Linked DNA regions of Mus musculus: all the other regions are linked to region 7. The links are chromatin contacts, called in public Hi-C, HiCAR-type, HiChIP or PLAC-seq and promoter capture Hi-C maps. All regions are on one chromosome and are shown on one strand. The core of a region is the stretch at or near the end of the contact, and the rest is flanking DNA. Distances in the headings are between cores, read along the strand shown. Region 1 has its middle 66 kb from the start of Bmper. Region 2 overlaps Bbs9 (Bardet-Biedl syndrome 9 (human)). Region 3 overlaps Bbs9 (Bardet-Biedl syndrome 9 (human)). Region 4 overlaps Gm36743 (a long non-coding RNA gene). Region 5 overlaps Gm36743 (a long non-coding RNA gene). Region 6 has its middle 32 kb from the start of Bmper. Region 7 holds the start of Dpy19l1 (dpy-19-like 1 (C. elegans)).

The links. Promoter capture Hi-C pulls out the DNA fragments that hold promoters and counts their contacts. Hi-C and Micro-C count contacts between places; a contact is called where the count stands out from the background. HiCAR-type assays count read pairs that join an accessible place to other places. HiChIP or PLAC-seq counts read pairs in DNA pulled down with a chosen protein or histone mark.
Region 1: a contact with region 7 is called in a promoter capture Hi-C map of hippocampal neurons, with 3 times the contacts expected there. The contact joins the enhancer-like site here to the promoter of Dpy19l1 in region 7. A contact is called at or near these places in 2 of 39 promoter capture datasets (the 3T3-L1 cell line and hippocampal neurons) and 2 of 115 datasets of contacts at active chromatin or transcription factors (the NIH/3T3 cell line and stem cell-derived neural progenitor cells).
Region 2: an H3K27ac HiChIP or PLAC-seq map of microglia shows a contact between it and region 7, with 36 times the contacts expected there. The contact joins the enhancer-like site here to the promoter of Dpy19l1 in region 7. A contact is called at or near these places in 4 of 39 promoter capture datasets (the 3T3-L1 cell line, cranial neural crest, hippocampal neurons and 1 more) and 2 of 115 datasets of contacts at active chromatin or transcription factors (embryonic limb bud and microglia).
Region 3: a HiCAR-type map of astrocytes shows a contact between it and region 7, with 7 times the contacts expected there. The contact joins the enhancer-like site here to the promoter of Dpy19l1 in region 7. A contact is called at or near these places in 3 of 39 promoter capture datasets (the 3T3-L1 cell line and hippocampal neurons), 4 of 484 Hi-C or Micro-C datasets (the N1E-115 cell line, stem cell-derived neural stem cells, uterus and 1 more) and 6 of 115 datasets of contacts at active chromatin or transcription factors (astrocytes, embryonic forebrain, embryonic limb bud and 3 more).
Region 4: a contact with region 7 is called in a Hi-C map of muscle stem cells, with 2.7 times the contacts expected there. The contact joins the enhancer-like site here to the promoter of Dpy19l1 in region 7. A contact is called at or near these places in 1 of 39 promoter capture datasets (hippocampal neurons), 2 of 484 Hi-C or Micro-C datasets (cerebral cortex and muscle stem cells), 3 of 115 datasets of contacts at active chromatin or transcription factors (astrocytes, forebrain and stem cell-derived neural progenitor cells) and 1 of 9 other capture datasets (embryonic stem cells).
Region 5: a contact with region 7 is called in a promoter capture Hi-C map of 3T3-L1-derived adipocytes, with 6 times the contacts expected there. The contact joins the enhancer-like site here to the promoter of Dpy19l1 in region 7. A contact is called at or near these places in 5 of 39 promoter capture datasets (the 3T3-L1 cell line, 3T3-L1-derived adipocytes, pre-B cells and 1 more), 1 of 484 Hi-C or Micro-C datasets (pre-B cells) and 2 of 115 datasets of contacts at active chromatin or transcription factors (astrocytes and embryonic forebrain).
Region 6: an H3K27ac HiChIP or PLAC-seq map of the NIH/3T3 cell line shows a contact between it and region 7, with 11 times the contacts expected there. The contact joins the enhancer-like site here to the promoter of Dpy19l1 in region 7. A contact is called at or near these places in 3 of 39 promoter capture datasets (the 3T3-L1 cell line and hippocampal neurons) and 2 of 115 datasets of contacts at active chromatin or transcription factors (the NIH/3T3 cell line and large pre-B cells).

What each region holds. Positions count from the first base shown.
Region 1 is chr9:23,156,070-23,158,769 of GRCm38.p6, reverse strand. No RefSeq gene overlaps it. Among named protein-coding and RNA genes, the nearest start is that of Bmper, 66 kb to the left of the region's middle. Within about 2 kb of position 1,374, at least 18 of the 459 cell types and tissues checked have an H3K27ac peak or open chromatin away from gene starts, as enhancers often do.
Region 2 is chr9:22,640,010-22,642,709 of GRCm38.p6, reverse strand. The region is part of intron 12 of Bbs9 (Bardet-Biedl syndrome 9 (human)); the gene reads right to left. Among named protein-coding and RNA genes, the nearest start is that of Gm39309, 160 kb to the left of the region's middle. Within about 2 kb of position 1,414, at least 79 of the 459 cell types and tissues checked have an H3K27ac peak or open chromatin away from gene starts, as enhancers often do. A contact at or near this core is called in microglia, where this site is marked.
Region 3 is chr9:22,707,837-22,710,536 of GRCm38.p6, reverse strand. The region is part of intron 19 of Bbs9 (Bardet-Biedl syndrome 9 (human)); the gene reads right to left. Among named protein-coding and RNA genes, the nearest start is that of Gm39309, 96 kb to the left of the region's middle. Within about 2 kb of position 1,311, at least 60 of the 459 cell types and tissues checked have an H3K27ac peak or open chromatin away from gene starts, as enhancers often do. A contact at or near this core is called in the N1E-115 cell line, astrocytes, embryonic limb bud and 2 more, where this site is marked.
Region 4 is chr9:23,039,824-23,042,523 of GRCm38.p6, reverse strand. All of the region lies in intron 5 of Gm36743 (a long non-coding RNA gene), which reads right to left. Among named protein-coding and RNA genes, the nearest start is that of Gm36743, 45 kb to the right of the region's middle. Within about 2 kb of position 1,358, at least 20 of the 459 cell types and tissues checked have an H3K27ac peak or open chromatin away from gene starts, as enhancers often do. A contact at or near this core is called in muscle stem cells, where this site is marked.
Region 5 is chr9:23,062,932-23,065,631 of GRCm38.p6, reverse strand. The region is part of intron 7 of Gm36743 (a long non-coding RNA gene); the gene reads right to left. Among named protein-coding and RNA genes, the nearest start is that of Gm36743, 68 kb to the right of the region's middle. Within about 2 kb of position 1,346, at least 19 of the 459 cell types and tissues checked have an H3K27ac peak or open chromatin away from gene starts, as enhancers often do. A contact at or near this core is called in 3T3-L1-derived adipocytes, where this site is marked.
Region 6 is chr9:23,189,673-23,192,372 of GRCm38.p6, reverse strand. No RefSeq gene overlaps it. Among named protein-coding and RNA genes, the nearest start is that of Bmper, 32 kb to the left of the region's middle. Within about 2 kb of position 1,277, at least 21 of the 459 cell types and tissues checked have an H3K27ac peak or open chromatin away from gene starts, as enhancers often do. A contact at or near this core is called in the NIH/3T3 cell line, where this site is marked.
Region 7 is chr9:24,501,748-24,504,447 of GRCm38.p6, reverse strand. Dpy19l1 (dpy-19-like 1 (C. elegans)) reads left to right here and starts at 1,308. Exons shown (of 23, transcript NM_001359948.1): 1 at 1,308-1,609. The coding sequence starts at 1,318. It overlaps LOC115487153 (a long non-coding RNA gene), which reads left to right and starts at 1,915. Exons shown (of 2, transcript XR_003948106.1): 1 at 1,915-2,700.

The DNA.
Region 1 (2,700 bases), core at 125-2,624, 1.3 Mb after region 7:
AAAGGGCCTGTATTTGATTATCTTCCACAATATGGTCTGTGTAATCCAACAACAGCTGTTCTCACACTGCAGAAGCTGAAAACTCAGGAGCTGGTTGTAGCAAATCAAGTCAACATCCATCAAAGTATCCTGTTAAATGCTGTTCCCAAGAGTTTTGTTTACTTTAATACCAGAAACAACCTCTCTCTCTCTCCTCTCCCTCTCCCTCTCTCCCTCTCCCTCTCCCTCTCCCTCTCTCCCTCTCCTTCTCTCCCTCTCTCCCTCCCTCTCTCTCCCTCCCACTCTCTTTCTCTTTCCTCTCTCTCTCTCTCTCTCTCCTGTCTCTCCCTCTCGCTCCTTCTCCCTCTTTCCCTCTCTCCCTCCCTCTCCCTCTCTCCCTCTCCCTCTCCTTCTCTCCCTCTCTCCCTCCCTCTCTCTCCCTCCCCCTTTCTCCCTCCTCTCTCTCTTTCCTCTCTCTCTACTCTCTCTCCCTCTCTCCCTCTCCCCCCTCTCTCTCCCCTCTCTCTCTCCCTCTCTCCCTCTCCCTCTCTCCCTCCCTCTCTCTCTCTCTCTCTCTCTCTCTCTCTCTCTCTCTCGTGTGTGTGTGTGTGTGTGTGTGTGTGTGTGTGTGTGTGTGTGTGTGTGTAAAACACAGGATGAGGTGAGGGAAGAACACATAATCCATTGTTGCTTTATAGCTTTTTCAGATCCTCCCCAAGCAAACTTTGTCTTATTTTTTTTTTTAAACTTGCTCTCAATTTGTAGCCCAAGCTAGCATCCAAGCTAGATCTCCTTGCCTCAGTCTGCCAAATAGTGACTCCAATTCATGCAGTCCTTCATTGCTGCCTAAAATACACACAGCTAGAGACCTTGCTTTAGACAAGAGTCCGATACCATCCTCTTTACAATTCTACCAATGTGCAGAGGTTCTGGACCCCCCTCCACCACCCACCAATCTATTCTCAAAATGTGCTGCTTGAGTTTCAGAAAGATCAGAAGCTTGCCTGAGACTGGTGACACAGATAATGGAACACAAGACAGAGAGTTCTAGGATCACAGGACTCATCCCTAGATGTGTTTTTCAGAGTGATGGACCCCCAGAAGCAGGTGCAAAAATATCACGCATAAAATCTAAATGAAACATGTAAGAGCAAGTTCAAATGGAAATCTGTTTACAGATTTAAAGGCAGATGACAGCCAACAAACAGGGGACTAGAGAGAGAGCTGTTGCTACTGAAGCAGGCACACTAGTAGCACATTCTGGCCAATGAGACAGAGCAGAAAGTTCTGGGTAGAGAAACGTGGAAGGGCATGGACCAGAGCTTCCCTGTTTACTTAGCTGCTCAGCTGGGATCTCAGAGTTTGGAGTAAGGGAGTGTTCATTCATTCCAACTTGGCCGACTTGCCCAGCATGACCTTGGCTGCAATCCAGACAGATACCTATGTCTAGACAGCTCAGAGTTACCAACAAATCAGACTCGGTAACACACCAGGAAAAGAGACCATCAATGGCTCCAAACTTTAGCCATTCTCAGGCAGTTTGCAGAAAATCAAAACAAAAGCAAGCATTTTGGCTCACTGAAACCTTTTGACACATTTCCCAGATTCTAAAGACCAATCAACTGAAATGTGAGCACCCAAGATTTGGGGTGTTGAATTTTAGGAAGGCTGCATCTAAGGTGACTCATATGCCAACTGAATCGACTATCAACACTGTGATCTTCAACGAGAAAAGTAGGACAGCTTCTGAAACCTTCTAAAGGGATGGTGCCTGTGCTTCCACATCTGGGCTGCCAAATAATGCTACAGGGAAAGGGGGAAGAGCCTGTCAGGGTGCCAAACAACAAATTCAACTCAGGTCTAACTTCTTAACACAATTATCCCTCCCCAAGAATGTGAAAATTCCCAAAGAACTTGGATTTTACTTTAAATGTCATCACATTTTATTTTAAGGGTCAGAATTTCTTATCCCTGGGTGATCAGTTTAATAGAGAAAGGTCATGTCTACCTGGGAGGTGGGGGAGGGGGGACATAATGACCCCTTCAGCTGTCAATGGAAAATGATGGGGAGTTTACAAGAGAAGAAACAAAGAGAAAAGCAGATTAAATCAACTGGACACCTGCCTGCCAGGGTAGCACTCTCTGAACTAAACGCTGGGGAATTTTCTGCCACTCCATTTGAAATGGATCAAGAAATGGGAATTCTATCCCTTCCTTTAAAATGTTCCAATGCTCAGTGGGGCTGGTGTTTTAACTATTCCCTGGAATGTAGGGGGTAGGTATCTGAGCAAGGTCTTATTTGAAATACACACACACACACACACACACACACACACACACACACACACACACACACAGCCTGCACTTGGTGAGTACCTTCCTTTACCTGATTGGCAGCAGCTTGCCCTTCATAGCTCAGTGTGGAAGGCAAAGTTGGGTTGTGTGTTTTCAGAGCCTTTCCCCTCCTGTTAGTCTGTTTCCCATGTTCTGTTGATCTCATTTACTTCTGTCTACCTTTGGAGTTGTGTAGTCTCTGGCTTGAGGAGCTTGTACCTTACTAATATTTCGATGAGCCTAACCCACTAACCCATGGCTTCCCGAGTCTAACCCACTAACCCATGGCTTCCCCAGCCTTTACCAGAGTGGATTGGGACCAGGGCATCAATGTATATTTATGTGACAGGAATGAGCTGCTTACTAGTTCATTCAAGGCTGTCCATA
Region 2 (2,700 bases), core at 165-2,664, 1.9 Mb after region 7:
CCAATCTTTGTGAGTTGCTTAATTGCATACAGTGACCTGTCAGTATCAGAGATAAAATGGTTTCCCCTCTGACTGAAGAACGGCCTGTGGCATAGCGTGTTTGTTCTCTCTTTAAGCACACGTGTACGGTTGTGGATTATTATCTTATCTAATATCAATATACTTATCTTTACAAAGGGCAATTACTCTCTCCTGATAGCCTCACTTCTATGGATTTACAGCACTCTAGGACACTCCAAAGCTCTGTGTATTCTTCTGTGGCTAATCACAGAACCACGACAACATAAGCAGTTCTAGACAACATCAGAGGAGGTGTTAACTACTACACTCCTGAGGGATCAAAATTCCAAACTCCACCATCTGACTTAATGATGCTAAGAAATCCTTCCCCTGTAAGAACCAAGTTAGCCTGGAAGCTGAGGCCAGGCTGTCTCACTCGCTCCTGAAGAGGCGTGTCAGTGAGGGTATCAAATAATGAACAGCTGGCTGCCTTACACTGGATGTCTTTTCTCTGTGCTTGTGATTTCCTAAAGGTTTCAGCCTCTTGGAACTGTCTGTCAGATGACGTCATCTAACTATTAGCAGACAACCAATGAGCACCCCAGATAGGGTTACTGTCCAGAGGCAGACTCGAGTGCTGAGATACATCTCCTCAGGTGAGCCTCCCCTACAACCTGGAAGTTGGTTGAAAGTGATCCTTCTATGTGCTTCCTTCATACGGAGCGGCTCCGTCTGGTTACTAGACTATCACGTGAGATACACGCAAACCACTGTCAACTGACATAATGCAATTATGTCTTCATTATGTGGGAATCGAGTTTTTACCTTAAGTAAAAAGCACGCATCATCTGTCTCTCAATTATACAAATACATTTGTATAAAACATACAAAAGTGTGTAATTGACCTACAAACATTATATACATACAATTTAAGTCAATAAATGTTACATATTGATTCTAAGTGATGTATTCTAGACAATCTAAAAGTAATCAAACAAAAATGTTTAGAGATAAAAAGTAATGTTTTAAGAGAAAATTATTGAAGCAAATACATATGGTAAACAGCAAATTAGCAAACAATGTGTTCTTAGATTTTATTGTAAAAACCCGGCTAATGCACATGGAACCTTGTACTCCAAAAACAGAGCTTCCTCAGTAATGTCTGGCCATTTGGGCAAAACCCCCAAGGTGACTGTGGCAAGATAAAGCTGTGGAAAGGGGACACACAAGCTTCTTTCAGACAGCTAGTTGGGCCAGTAAATTAATAGGGCACAATTAAGTATTCCTCTATTAACAATAACATAATGTTGTCTGCATCCATAGAATTGAATATAACAAGCATAGTGGCTTCCTACACTTCCTACACTAAAGCATGCTGTGAGTGACTTAGGTGTCTCATCTCACCGCATCTCCACAACCCTGTGAAATAAGTACACAGCATTCTAAAATTGGAAACCACAGCTCAGAGAGCCGAGTGCTTCCTCCTGAAGCCACCGATTGAAAGGAGAAGCGTAACTGAGCTGCTGTCTGCCCAAACCCGGGATGCAGGCCTTTGCACGAAGTGTTTAAATCACAAGGAACTTTATACATAAAGGGTTCCCTGTTCTACGCTTCAGAACAGAGCTACAGAGATCGTAAACAGCATGTTCATCGCTGCTGAGGCAGTGGGCACAGAAGAGCTGAAAACTGCCCCGGGAGCATCTTGTAAGCAAGAGAAGGAAAAGTCCCTGTAGGAATAACAAACTGCTCAGAAAGAGGCAGACATCCTGACTCTGCCGGCATAACGACGGCAGCTTAGACAGCAATCACACAATCTCTCATTGTTACAGGAAGGGTGTGCATGTGGGTTTAGATGAACAAACATGATAGCTCCCACATCACATTTATTGAATCCAACAATGGTCCAGGCACTTTCAAAGCACAAATCAAAGAGATATGACAAAAATAACTACAGTAACAAAGAATAGTTGTTTTTTAGCCAAAAAGTGAATTAAAGACTTGGCTAAATCATAAACCTTGTATTTTAAAAGGAAAATAATTGTAGAATATTAAGGAGAAAATATAAAATGTTAATACAAGAATTTTCCATGCCATTTTCTGATTCTAAAGAAATAAAATATAATCCTTAGGAAATATAATACCAAATGTTTACCCTAGGTATATAAATACGACTGCCAGGCCAGGTATGAACGAGTGCTCTGCCTGTTGCCTGGAACAGATGGTCATGCATCATGCACACATACTCAAGGTAGCCACATCTTCATTCATTTGGAACGGATGGAAAAATTTTCTCAATTAACTGGATTTATTATGATGGAAACTTTCATGGCTATGTATCTTGGCTGCTGCTGTTATAAAAGGCCATAGGAGAGATTTACAGCAGAAAGTTGTATAGAGTCTGTCAGACAGCACCAGAAACTCATTGGGTCTGCTGTGTAAGTCCAATCCATGCCATGCGACCCCGCATGTCATGGTCTCTCTTCCACTTTTATCATGGCAACGAGAAGAAGAGCTGTGACCAAGCCTTGGTCCTTATAGGTGACAGAGGAACTTTTCAGAAGTATCATCTCGTTAGGGTGGCTGGTATAAATAAAAGCCTAGAAGTGTGGGAGGGAAAGGCGTGCTCACTAATGCCAACACCCTTTGATGGGAGGGTGAGGATATATATACACAGTGTTATCTGGTTTAGCTACAAGATTT
Region 3 (2,700 bases), core at 62-2,561, 1.8 Mb after region 7:
GTAATTGCTATGTCTTTCTCGTTATCTGTATTTTCTGATATAGAATTCTCTGTCCATGTCAAAATACGCCATGCTGATGCTTCCACACTGTATGGCACCATTGCCACGTTCCTTCTTCCTATGCTGCTGGCAAGCAGAGAGCATCTTGAGTCTCGGACAGGCAGGGGACAGGCAGGGGACAGGCAGGGAGTATCCTGACAGCAGCTGTACACAAGGAGCCCGCTCCAGGTCTCTGAGGTTTCCATCGATTTTTCTTAAATGTGAAATTCCCATGTGTTCTTACACTTCAGTCTAAGGAAAGGCACGAGCTTGTTTTGCAACCACTGGCTTTTGCTGCACTCTGCTGGAACATTCCCTGATGTTCTCCACGATCACTAAGTATGCCTAGATCCTGCTACAGCTGAGGAAAATGGTCTCATAGACAGTTACATATTTCCAGGGTCAGTTAACAGTAATAAAAGGGTTGGAGTTTACAAGCACACACCAAACATTTGTTCACGTGTTAAAGAATGGCTGTGCACATTGATTATGGTAAGGTAGAGGGGGCATCGTTAAACATTAGCAGTTCCTCTTTTGTACAATGCACTTAGCGATAGATTTATTTTTCTCAGCACTTCTAAGCAAGCTGAACAAATCTACCTTCAGTTACCACAACAGTGCAGTAAATCCCTGGACACACCTAACCTGACTCTTAGGAAGTGTCAAGGTCACCTGCTTCTTGTTGTGTTTTAATCTGAACTGCATTAAAGCAGGTCATTTTGCAGTTTACTGGGAAGTAGCCAAGTGACTAATACCTGCTTTATCCAGTGACCAGCACTCAGGTCTCAATCGCTCGCTCAATACACCCCCAAACACCCCAAAACACCTGCAGTCAATAACCAGTATGAAGCTTGCTTGGTGAAAAGTAATCTACGCGGCCCCAAATTCCACAAAACCGTGGAGAACCCTCCACACTACCTGTGCAACAGACCAGCCCCGGGCTGTGCTCCGGGCTGGACTCTCTCCACACAGAGGAAAACTTCACCTCAGCCGCCTTGGACGTTGCCAACACAGATTTGGCAAGTATCCCGGTGGAGAAAATACTTCTCGATTTTTAACTAATACCTGCTTAAATTTTGTTTTGGCCTCATGGCCTGGAAAGAAAAGTCTGGAATGACCCCGTCTTTTGACTTTATAATCTGCATAAATCTCTCAAAAAGAGGCTTCACCAGGAAACTTTCCGTGGAACATTTCATCTACAGAGAGAGAGAGAGAACTCTGTGGCTGTCCCAGCTGCACCTCAGAGCACAGTGAGGAGACTGCTCTGCCTTAGGACAAAGGTACAAAGCGCTGAGCGGCTTCAGCATAGATCCCAGGCGAGGCCTCACCCAAGCTGGCAAACACCAACTGCACGCTAGCACCCCCAAGTGTCAGGTGCCTGGCCAACAGCAAGGCCAAAAAACCCAGGGCCAAAGGAGCTCAGTGTTAGGGCCTTGCCGGTTTTGTTTTGTTTTGTTTTGTTTGTTTGTTTCCGTGAATGACTTTTACAAAGCAGCTCTGTGTCTAGGGGAAAGTCACTACCCTGCCAAAGAGGACAGCCCTACTTGCTAAGCGCTTAGGGATCGGTGGTCACAGGAAATCATCAGCGCCTGCGTGGGAAAGGCACCCTAGCTTACAGAGGAAGAGATGGGGCCTCAGAGCTTCAACAACCTGCCCACAGCCACAAAGATGGACAGTGCAGACACAGAAACCCAGGTTCATGGAACCCTGGAATCTGTCAACCACACCAAGCTGCACTGTGACCCTGGCTCTTATCCCATCTCATCTATGAGAGGTTGGAAGAGGTCATTATATATTCGAGGCATCTCTCTATTCCTCCTTTAAGTGAATTAACTAATTTCCAAGACCTCTTCATATTCAAAATATCTACTATTTTTAGTGTCTGTTTATGTCTTCCACCTGCCCTTACACTCATTTTCTTCGATGTAGCATTGGGAAATAAATTAACCAGTCTACACTAGTCAAAGGTAATCAGAGAAGTTTTGTGTGTCTGACACTCTGGTACTGAGCATAAAATCTGTAATTATCAGTAATATTCCTACTGAACTTGACTGTTACTGGATTAGACTAGTTATTGAGTAAAGGCAGGCTAAACAAAATGTCCACTACATCTAAGGGACATAACCTAGTTTGTAAGACTCCATTCCCTAAAGCTGTTTATTATTTACTTGACATAATTTTGCAAAAAAAATAAACATTTATAATCAAATAAGGGGAGGAACTTATATCATACTATCACCATTAAAACCTGGTTTAATGGCATCCTGTATTCATTATTTATCACAAACTCTAAGCATATTTACACAATAAGGTGACACGAATTTAACTAAAAAAAATTATTACATTTATAAAGAAACAACATGATGCTTTTGAACAACCTCCCATTTCCGTCAACTTATTTAATTATTAGTGACTTCAAAGGAAAAGAGACATTTCTAAAATCCATTTTTCTCAAAAATGTATTATTTTATCTCACTATTGATGTATAATTTAATTAAAGCTCCAAGCCCACATTTTTCTTTCTAAGTGGCAGGCATTTTCATTAACTAGCACATAGTTAACCCATTGTCACAGTCCCCTAAAACAGCCCACATGGTGGGGAATAATTAAGGTAGCTAGGGGAAAGGTCACTTAAGACTTCACCATGGTGTGAGCTCAAAT
Region 4 (2,700 bases), core at 109-2,608, 1.5 Mb after region 7:
GAGTCTCACCCTCGGAGAGAGCATTGGAGTCACGGATGAGACACAATATGAATAATTTGCGTGATCAGGAGACATTTAATCTGGGCCAAATCCATTTGGTCATGAGGGTGATTTATCAGAAAGCAAACACGCTGCCAAGATACGGGAGGGGGCGGCTCTCGGAGTTGATTTACGTGCCCAGCAGAACACTAACGTCACTGCAGATCTCCCTGGAGCCAACACAGGTCCTGGGCAGCTCACAGCTTTCCCTGCACCCGACTAGACTCTCTGGTAAAGGAACCTCATCTTTCAGACCACCCTACCGCATGCGCAGCACCAACCAACCAGAAAGAATTTGGGTCGGTGGAAGTTGTTGTAAGTTCCCTGAGCTGCACTGATGTGACTTAAATTCTGAATAGTGACCTCATCTAGAGGCCACCCGGGTGTTCTTGGAGACACTGGGCGCCACTGGGACTGAAGAAATTAATCACCTGCAGCTTCTAGGCCCAGGAAACTTCACGGCTCCCATGGTTCAAGGAACATCCTGCCTAAATATTATTCTGCACCAGGCGTTTACAGCCTTCTCTGTTGTCTCTGGATTCTGGCTCTGAGCCCCCACCACACTCTGGGGGAGGAAATCCCAGAGTGTCCCCACCATCTCACCCAGCTTCTCGGGTGACATCAGGCCCAGCCAAGGAACATCCCAATCTGTCTCGCTGCCTGTGAGACACATTAGATCTTCAGGGCAGGACCTGACATTGTTTTGTAACACAAACGCTTTCCACCCAGGGTGAGTGAGTCGGGAGGGGGGTGGGGGTTGACTGTGGAGTCGGAATAGTCCCTATCGTCTGTTATTGTAGCCTCCCGCTCTTCCTTCTGATGACTGTGTTCAACATAATCTATGACACTAGGTGATAAACCTGCAGCACTCAACTTATAAGCAAACAATTCCTGTCTTTTTTTAGGGACTTATCTCCTCCAGCAGTCAAAGGAAAACTGTATTTAGTGTCTCCCTGGCGTCTAATTCCTTTTTCCTCCTCCTCCTCCTCCTTCTCTTTTGACACAGAGAGACAGATTTTATGTTGGGTAAAGGACCAGAGTTCAGCTTCTTCCTAGATCATAATAAACGGCTTTATATGGAGGGACAGGCCGAGCATCCAGGGCTGGTTGGAGAAAGAAAAGTGCTGGCAAGGATGGCTGGAGGCAGGGTCTTCCTGCGGCCTGATGATGTGTCTGGAAGCCCAAGGCAGAAGTGAGAAAAGCCGAGATGGTGTTGGGAAATGGAGTAGCTGGGAGGAGAAAGACCAATGGCAGGCCTGTATAAGAACCCTCAGTGCTTTTCCCAGGGTCAGAACTGCAGCAGGGCCATAGGAAGGCTCTGCAGTGTTGTATTTACACAGCATCTTCAAAACATTTCACAACAGCCTCCTAATGATCCCCTAAGGCAGAGATCAGAACTGCTCTCGGTTTTTATGTGAGGAAACTGGGTCTGGAGAGCCAGTTTCCTCAGGCTCTGACATTAGCATTTGTTCATTTGAGACAAACTCACTTGCTCTCTACACAGTAAACCCACGCAGCCTTCCCCAACATTGTAAGGACTCAAGGGGAAACACAAACACTTGGCCCAAACTTTCCTCTCCAGTTATTTATTCTATTATTCCTGTATAGATGTGGCTAATTGCTACTGAGAAATCAATCTTAGTACTTAAGAAGGAAAACCAAACAATTATTTCGGAGTTCAAAGGTGAAACTTACATTTACTGACAAATGGGCTCAGCTCCCCTCCCAAACCTGTGTCTGTTGTGGCAAGAGCCACATCAGGGAGTTCACCCTGCATGGTGGCTGATTTCCACCTACTGGTACAGGACAGAGGTGTTACTAAAGAAAACCTACACCAGGGGATTGTGTGTGTGTGTGTGTGTGTGTGTGTGTGTGTGTGTGTGTGTGTGTGTGAGTGTGTGTATGTGCATGTGCATATGTGTGTGCATGTGTGTGTGTGTGTGTGTGTGTGTGTGTGTGTGTGTGTGCATGTGCATATGTGTGTGCATGTGTGTGTGTGTGTGTGTGTGTTTAGGTGTGGCTGTGCACAAGAGGACAACTCACAAGAGTCAGTTCTCTCCTTCCCTGTGGATCGTCAGAACTGAATTCAGATCACCAGGATTCTCAGCTGGTGCCTGAATGCAATAAACAACCTCACTGGCCTTGAAGGAAATTTAACTACAAATTCAGAAGAGCAGTGCCTCCCATCTCACATGCATTCCCGGTGACTGAAGGTTTCCTCTGAAGGACAGATGGCTTGTCACACCCTTCTCAGGAAAAAGTACACTGGCCATTTGGGATGAGGTCAATTGCCTGTTGGTCTGAAATGGATTTTTAAAGATGAGACCCATTCTTTATCCCAAGTTTCAGATCCACTTGACCCAGCAGAAACACTACAACAACACTGTGCCCGTCTCTGTGGTTTAGTCCTCCCCCACGCTCAGCCCTGAGGGAGTATCTTCTAGAATGAAAATTGTTCTGGAAAGCAGTGTATCAGGTAAACCCAGCAAGAAACAGACACAACAAAGCAGAGCTATGCTGCAGATGTCCTCGGTGCTTTGTGTGTGTCAGACAGAAGGCAAAGCCGGGCAAGGCTTTGGAATGTGGGGGCCATGCCATCTCACCCCCAAAAAGAAGAAACCACTGGAGTGAGACCCAAGGCTCAGTCCTCATGACTGACAG
Region 5 (2,700 bases), core at 97-2,596, 1.4 Mb after region 7:
GTTGAATTCAGCCCTCTGTTCCTTTTTGCAGATTACCAAATTTCACTAGTTCCCACACTCTTCATTTTCTGAAGGTCAGTTGGTCAGAATTTAACACGGAAACCTATCCGTGTATCTATCAAGCGCTGCTCTGCTCAGTCGTTCTTCCAATATTGTCAGAATGTTTGCGTGATCTAACAATGATCTGAGACAACTCCTCTGGAAGTGAATTGGACAAGGATAAAATTTGGAAGTGGATGGGATTGGGTGATTTCTGGGGTTCGTTTATGTACAAATAATGTATGAGAATTGTTTCTGCCACAATACCTTCACTTCTAAACTTACTGTAACAAGGGGGAAAAAAATCTTACTTGTGTTAGTGGAAGCAAGCAAAAAACCAGCATGCTTTGCAACTGAACCCTTGAGTTTTGATTTTTTTTTTTCTTTAAGTTTTGATTTCTAAGGTGTTGTAGGCCATTGGTCCTTGAATTGAAGTGCTCAGCAGACAGTGGGAAGCATGCGGAGAAAACAAGGGTCAGCGCCTACACTGATCCTCAGTGGAGCAAACTCCAGTCTATACTGGAACTGAATTTGTCTCTAAGGCTTTACACAACATTTGGTCTCAGCAGCTGAACTCTTACAGACACATCTGCTCTGCTGTGTTTCAGGACAACTGGAAATGAAACTAAAACTGAGTCTTAGAGTAGTCTGAAAACATACTTGTTTTTAATTGATGTCTTAACATTTGTATCTGGAAGGAAGTATATTCTAACTGTTAAAATTGATTAACGTCATGAGTTCTAATCTCTTCTACTACTGCCAATGACCATATGAAGCTTTTGATTTTCTTTAAACTAAAAGTGGTCTTGTTTTTCATTCACACCGAGTGCTACCGCCCTGGAATTGCTCGTGTACATGTTAGCATTTGAAATGGGATGTTTCAGCCATGAGCAACCACGCTATCACAGAGTCGAGACACAAGCTGGAACCCTCAGGCTTCCCTGGCTTCTCATTTTACCAGCAAGGAAAAGAGAAAATAACTTTTCTCTAAATAGCATATTTAAGAGCAAAGTGCCTTGCCGTGTGCTTGTTAGCTGAGAATATGAACACTGAATGTGCTGGCTGGTCACTTTCTAGTTTCTAACATGGCAACTTGAAGACATTTTTTCCATGGCTCTCTTCCCAACAGAATATGAATAAAACTCTGCTACCAAGTCATGGCCATGGGGTCAGATGCTGGTCCACATCGCTGCTCAGCATAAGGTTCACCCAGGCACAGTTCTGCTTGGAGAAACCCTGTGTCTCCTAGGGACCTGAAGAGGAGCCAGCAAATGAAGAGCCCCTGTTCTGCCCTTCCTCCCCAGCAAAGCATCTGGCAGACATCATTAATCAACCAGAGAATCTTGGCCAATAAGAGTGTTCTACCATCCTCCCCAGCAGTACACATGGCAGACATCATTAATCAGCTGGAAATCTTGCCCAATAAGAATCTTTCTCAACATAGAATTCCAGGCATACTACTAATCAGCTGAATTTGGCACAAATCCTATTTATCTCTCCAGCTTTAAAACAAAGGTGATCTATTCATTTAACACAGCGCTGTTGGAGGTAGTGAGACACTGGAGAAAACTCACGGGCTCACACTTACAGGACTTCCAACCTCAGCTCTGGCACTCAGTTGGCTGTGTGAGTTTATTTGAGCAAGTCGCATAACCTCTCTCTGTCTTGGTTTGCTCTCTGTTTAAGAAAGGGTTGTAACATCCAACAAGATTACTGTGGATAATAAACAAAATAGCAAGTCCTAGGCAGACAGTGTGATGACTGAAATTTAGTATGTGTTTAACAAACGCTAATTCTTTCTTTATCCAGCATTAACCATACAAGGAGTTGTGTATCTCACACAGAGCTTCAAATTCTCTCCTTGGTCTCTTCTATCAATCCACCTCCCCAGTTTCTGGCCTTCAGCTGTGTATACTAGAATCCTCAGCTAAGCAAAACCTTAAGAAATGCTGAACTAGTTATGACCATTTGGGTAGGTTGAAGAATTAAATATAGACAAAGAAGTGTCTACCAGTCAATTTGAACAACAATTCAGTCACATACAAATGCCCCACAGGTTAGGTGGAATAAATGTCTTCTCCTCTCACTGTCTTCTCAGTTCATGATTGACTTATCAGGATGCAATCCCTTGGTAAGTTAAGCAGAATTGGTATAAGCATCAACCTTGTGTGGGTGAATGTGCCACCTATCCAACAACTAAACCCCAAGGAGTGTGTGCATGTCACCAAAGCAAAGTGAAGACACAAAGACCCATGCAGCTTCACCATTTCCAGGCTATTTCTTGCCAAAACCTTCACTTGTGGTCTGGTGACAATGGATCTTTTGCTCAGCAACTCAGCTTACCATGCCATCTGGCTCCATTTCCTTCCTTGGGGACAAATAGCACTGCCCCCAGCTTGCTCCCTCCCACCAGCGGCCTGATCCCAGGGCAGATATCAGCCCTCACTGAATCCACCAGCTTAGAAAATTGAAGAATCAACAAAAAGAGGAGTCTGCAACCTTGATCTCCTTCCAAACAGCAACACGGCTGTTTGGGCTGGGCAGTCAGGAGCCATGAATGTAATCCTGACCAGTGCTGAGATTAAACCCATGAATGACTTGGCTCGAGCTTTTGTGAAAGATCAGAACTGTGTAGCATAGCAGTGTTTACAGGTTTATAGA
Region 6 (2,700 bases), core at 28-2,527, 1.3 Mb after region 7:
GTGTTCTCAGTGGGACTTTCTGAATGGTTGTTGACTTTCACTGCATAAGGCCAAGCCCAGAGTAGAGGCAGGTCCAGGGGTATCCCACAGCGTTCTCACATAACCCAAAACACAGGATGCAGACAGTAGGAGGACCAATGGACTGTCCTTGTGACCCTCTGATTCCATTCTTTTAGAAAGCAAGCCTTTGTTTTCTTTATTATAATGAAACATTCTTTGATAATTTAACTTCTCTGGTTAAAGATGCCTTTTTGTATTGGTGTAGAAAAAGTTGTCACATGCTTCTCCTCTTTCATAAAGATGTATTTCCTTATATCTTTTAATTAAGTTAACAGATCTTTATTTTAAGAACATCTTTTACAACCTGGTGTAAATCCAAGTAGGAGATGTTTATTTTAAAGTATTTTAATAAACATACTCTAAGGTCAAATAAATTGCTCGGTTTCATTTTAAGAAAAGAAGCAAGGCTTCAGTTCTAGATTACTCTTATAATTCTCTCACTATAGATTATGCTGCAGTCACTGAAAAATCCCAGACGTTTTCTGGATGTCTGCACTGAACAGTAAGGAAGTGTTGCATGACAAGTGTGTTTTCTGCAGACTTTTTAAAGGGTTACTAGAATGTGAACAGAGCCCAAGAGAATTCAGTTCTTTTAATTTATATGTTTTGAATAATGGAATGATACCACTGTAAGTGGATCTACACACCAGCTTTTAAGAGATTCTTTAGCTATCTGGAAGAACAAGGGAATGCGCCTGCATCCCAGCATCCCCATGTGGTATCCAGACCTTGAAACTTATCTCATCTGTTTAAAGTGTCCGCTGTAAATTTAGGGGACATCACATTTCTACCCAATGTGTTAACACTTAGATTAAGACCACACATACACACCTTTTTCTTATTTATGAGCAATTAAATGACTCACTAACAAGAAAGGAACTTTATTTATAGTTCCAAACAAAAAGAAAATTGGCAATGTGATAACTCTTCCTATAAAAACATGACTTTTTTTGTTCTTTAAACATTTCTAAACTAACTTTTTTTTAAAGTGTGTCTTCGTCAAGGCAAGGCCCCTGGAACAACTTGATGAGTATGTATTGAATGTTTTACTTTCTTTCTGTGAGACAGCAAGAAGTTCATCCAAATAGAACCATGCCTCTACCACATAAATCATTTGGAAAATCTGGTAACTTTCCATGTGACTCAGTTAAATCCTTTAAACCCACAGGAGAATTTACTTGCTTTTGGCATATTTCACCATATTAGGAGGAAAACCAGTCTCCAGGGACATGGTGGTTAATGAGAATAGGCCAAGAGCAGATGTCCTAAACTCAGTTTTGTTAGCTTAAGCACTTTCAAATAATGTTTCTCTTGGTAAAAACTCCTCAAGAAATTTCCCTTCTATGTCTTCAATACTCCTGGAGGCTCCCAATATCTTTGAAAGAGCAATCTTTTCTCTTGTAATTAAACATAGAAACATAGATTTAAACATAGAAAGACTAATGTGTTGTATTAAATGCAATGCTGGCTACATCCTTGTAGCTGATGAGTGGAAGAGCATAGGAAGAAATTCAATCAGAAGAGAGCAGATAAAGACAAGAGCTTCACTGGGAAACAGAGAGGCTACAGGAAGAACCACAAGCTTGCCCACAGTTCAGTTTGGCCAGGCTGGCCAACCCAGCAGACCCCAGTTCCCATGTCCTTTTAATCCCTTAGCAGAGACTGAGCTCCGCCTTGTGGAGGTGACAGGTGTTTTACAGGTAACACAAACCCTGAACTGATCTTGAGCCTGCGAGTTCCCCATCCTCTACCTAAACTTAGTAAATTTCTAGTTTTCCAAATGTATAGCGAATGGGAACTGTTCAGATGTCCTTACCAAACATTGCCCCATATACATACACATTCACACGTATTTCCCCCTCTGTGCTCCTGGGGTAAATTTCTTGAGTGCTGTACCTAAGAGTCAATTTGGTGCTTTCTTTACAAGATGAGGGACTATGAGTCTTCAATTTCTCAGAGACAACAGCGGTGGCAATGACCTTGGAGCAGGGAGCCTCCATGTAGCTTTGCTCATAAGGAGCTTCACCATCCAAGGCTAGCTTATAGACCTTGTCACTAACATGGCCTTTGGGCTCCTTCTATTTGCCCTAGCTTCAAGATTGGTTTCCTTGGTGACTGTCTTTCTTGGCCCACTTTCTAGAGCCTTTCTTCTTGTTGTCTTGGATTTTGTTATGAACCTGTGAGAGAGTGTCACCACTTTCAGTCTCTTGAATTATCTTTATATAAATATATAAATAAAATATTAATAATAATAATGTACTGCCCAGAAAACAGATGTCCTAAAGAATATTCCATTAGGTGTTCAGATCATAGCTGCTATGATTTGGATTTGAAGTGTCTGTGTATAAAGTACCATGTATTAAAACTTGGCCTAGCACTGGTGGATCAAATTCTAAAAGGATGATTCGAGTATAGTCTCTGGCCCAAGCAACACTTAGCCCTTTTGTAGATTCATGCTGATGGTGTGGTCTCGCTGAAAGGAAAGATATTTTAGGGCATGTTCTTGGGATCATATCTCATCCCATGCCTCTGTTCCTTCCACCATTCCCTTTCCCTCTTCCATTACTCCAGCCCCTTCCTTCTCTCCCTGTCCTTCCTGACCACCATGTTGTATGAAGCTATGCCTTACCCTGACATCTC
Region 7 (2,700 bases), core at 59-2,558:
CACTGAAGTAAATTTCTTTTAATCTGGTAGGTTATAAATTTAGTATCAACCCTAGAAATAACACTCTATCAACCTGATACCTTATTTCACAATATAAGCCCCTGTATGACACTGTCAATCATTTTTTTAAATAGAGGTGTCTTAAACAGTTGTTCCTTGTTTTCAATACATAACTTAATAATCAAACTCAGGAAACTTACAAAGTGTAATATAGCGGTGAGTCCTTTAACAAAATCCATTCTTTGTGCCTGAGTTAATGAATGCTCATATTAATAAAGTCGTGAGCAATAGAAGCCAGAGCCTCCTGAAACCCCTGTAATTACTGTGGAGAAAAGTGAAACGATGTGCCTTGATTTCCAGCATCCAGACTTTTTGGAACAAGCTCATTTGGACAGGAGCCAAGAAATAAGTCTCGCTGCTGCAATTCTCCAAGGCTTTGTGCAAATAGCAATGGGCTGGAGGCAAGGAAGGTTAACTTGGAACATATTCTTTTTTTTTTTTTTTCTTTTTTCTTTCCCTGGGCTTCTTCATTAACTCCTACATCCTGCTATGAGAAAATTCGTTTTCAAGTGTCACATCTTTTAGCCGGTTTCCATACTTTCAGTATACATGAGGTAAAAGTAACACGTGGATAACCTTCCCTGACAGGCCCTTTTCATTTATGACTTGAGTTTGGGTTCCTACCCAGGCCTTCAGATTACATCCTCGCTCCGACCTACCGGACACTTATTTGAATACTCGGTCCACTCCCTGCTTCTCATCCTTGAACCAGAAACCTGGCTGTTCTGAGTGGCGAGGTCACACTTTTACCCCGTTAGTTTCTTGCACAAGCCTAATGCACAGAAACCCCGGAGTGTACCCACGGCGCCGTTCCGTGGCCACTAGGTTCCCGCCCCGCGCCACGCCGCCTCACAGCCAGATCCCCGGTTCCCGAGGGCGCACTGCCGCTTCCGGGAGGTCGTCCACGCTACTCCCCTGGCCGCCGGTCCCGCCCCGCTGGTAGCCCGCGCGTGCGCGCTTGGCCGCTGGAGCGCGCCCGGGCGCGCGCGCCGGAGGGGCGGGGCCGCGCCGCTCGCAGTTTGTCCCCGCCTCCGCCCCGCGGCGTTCCGTTGTCGCCCTGGCAACCCGAGAGCGGCAACGGCGGAGGCGCGGGAGTCCGGCGCCGCCTCTCGGCCGCCACGCGGTAGGCAGCGGCCACACGGCCCGCGCTGTCCCCGCCTCCCGGCCCGCCCTCGCCGGCCAGAGTGAGCGACCGCCAGTCCGCGGATCCCGGCCGCCGTCCGGGCGCGCGCAGCTAGCGGGCGCGACTATGCCAAGATGGTCCTGCAGGCGCGGAGCAAGCACCGGGACGCGGCTCCCAGGCCGCCCCGGTCGGCCCGCTCGTCGCCGCCGCCACTGAGCGGGGCATCCGAGGTGGACGCCGGGGAGCTGGGGTCGGAGCGCACGCCGCCGTCGCCGGGGCGCAGGGGCGCGGCGGGCAGGAAGGGACCCCGCGCAGGGACCGCCGCGCCCGCCCCGGACGGCCTCGCGGGCCGCCTGGCGGCCGGGCTGCACTGGGCGCTGGGCCTGCGGCGCGGGCGCGGCCGGACCTGGAGCACGCTGCTGCTAGGTGAGCCAGTTAGCAGCCCTCTCTGACTTTTCCCGGGACGCTCCTGCCTCCTCCCTACTCCTCCCCGCTCCTTCCGGGGCTCAGCTCCACACATCCTCTGCCCCGCGGTCCGCCCGGGCTTTTAAAAACATGGCCCCGAGATCAACAGCTGCTCGGCTGGCCGCGGGCGGGCTGGTCCGCGCCGAGGAGACTGGATTCTGCCTGCATCCACAGTCCACTCTTTACCCCTGGCCCAGCCGCTACTTCGGAGGATGGTTTGCTTGGTGATGCGAGCGATTCCTGGAGCTCGAAATACCCAGGTTTCCTGACTTAGAAAGTTGCCAAACTTATAATTAAATTTTAGCGTGCTTTTTCCCTTCTTGGCCGCAAACACTGAGGGTGGCACTTCGTGGTTCTGTCACTTTTCAGGCTGCGTCGTGTTTTGGATGCCCAAGCTTTAACCTTGCCTGCTGGCATCTCTTTACCTTCTTCCATGCACCAAATGGATGGGATGTAACTTGTGCCTAGAAGAAATAAAGTTGAGGCATTTACGTGTGGACTATCTTCTGGGTTCGTTTTCTGTGACTTTGTCGGATAAGGCAAGTTTATAGAAGTTGGATTAATAGGCCTAATTTTAACAAGCCCTTCATAAGGATTCTGTGATATTTTTGCCACGATGGGATTTAGTTGTTGAATTATGTAGTGATATTTTCTTACTATCTTTTCCCTGTTGCTTAATGACCTCTAAGAGTTTGGGGTGCTTGAAGTTTGGGGTTTAGACAGACAATACAGCAAAATCAGCCTTCCTGTGGGGCCAGCCTCTTCTGCAGCTGTATAGTTATTGAAAGCCAGTCATGGCTGTGTGTTTGTGGGTTCAAGAAGGCTGGCATCGTTACTAGGATTTTTTTTTTTTAAATACTTGGGTCAAGATTTGGCAAATTCATTATTTTCATCATTCCCTCCTTCAGCAGCTAGCTTGAGAACATGGCAAGTGTACAGGTTAAATCCACCTTGGGGAGGCAGCGTGGTACAGTGGCTGAGGTTGAAGGCACTCAGCACTGGTGCAGAGTGCTTGATTTTGGTTTAAGTCTCACTTTGAGGGCCTTCCTTCT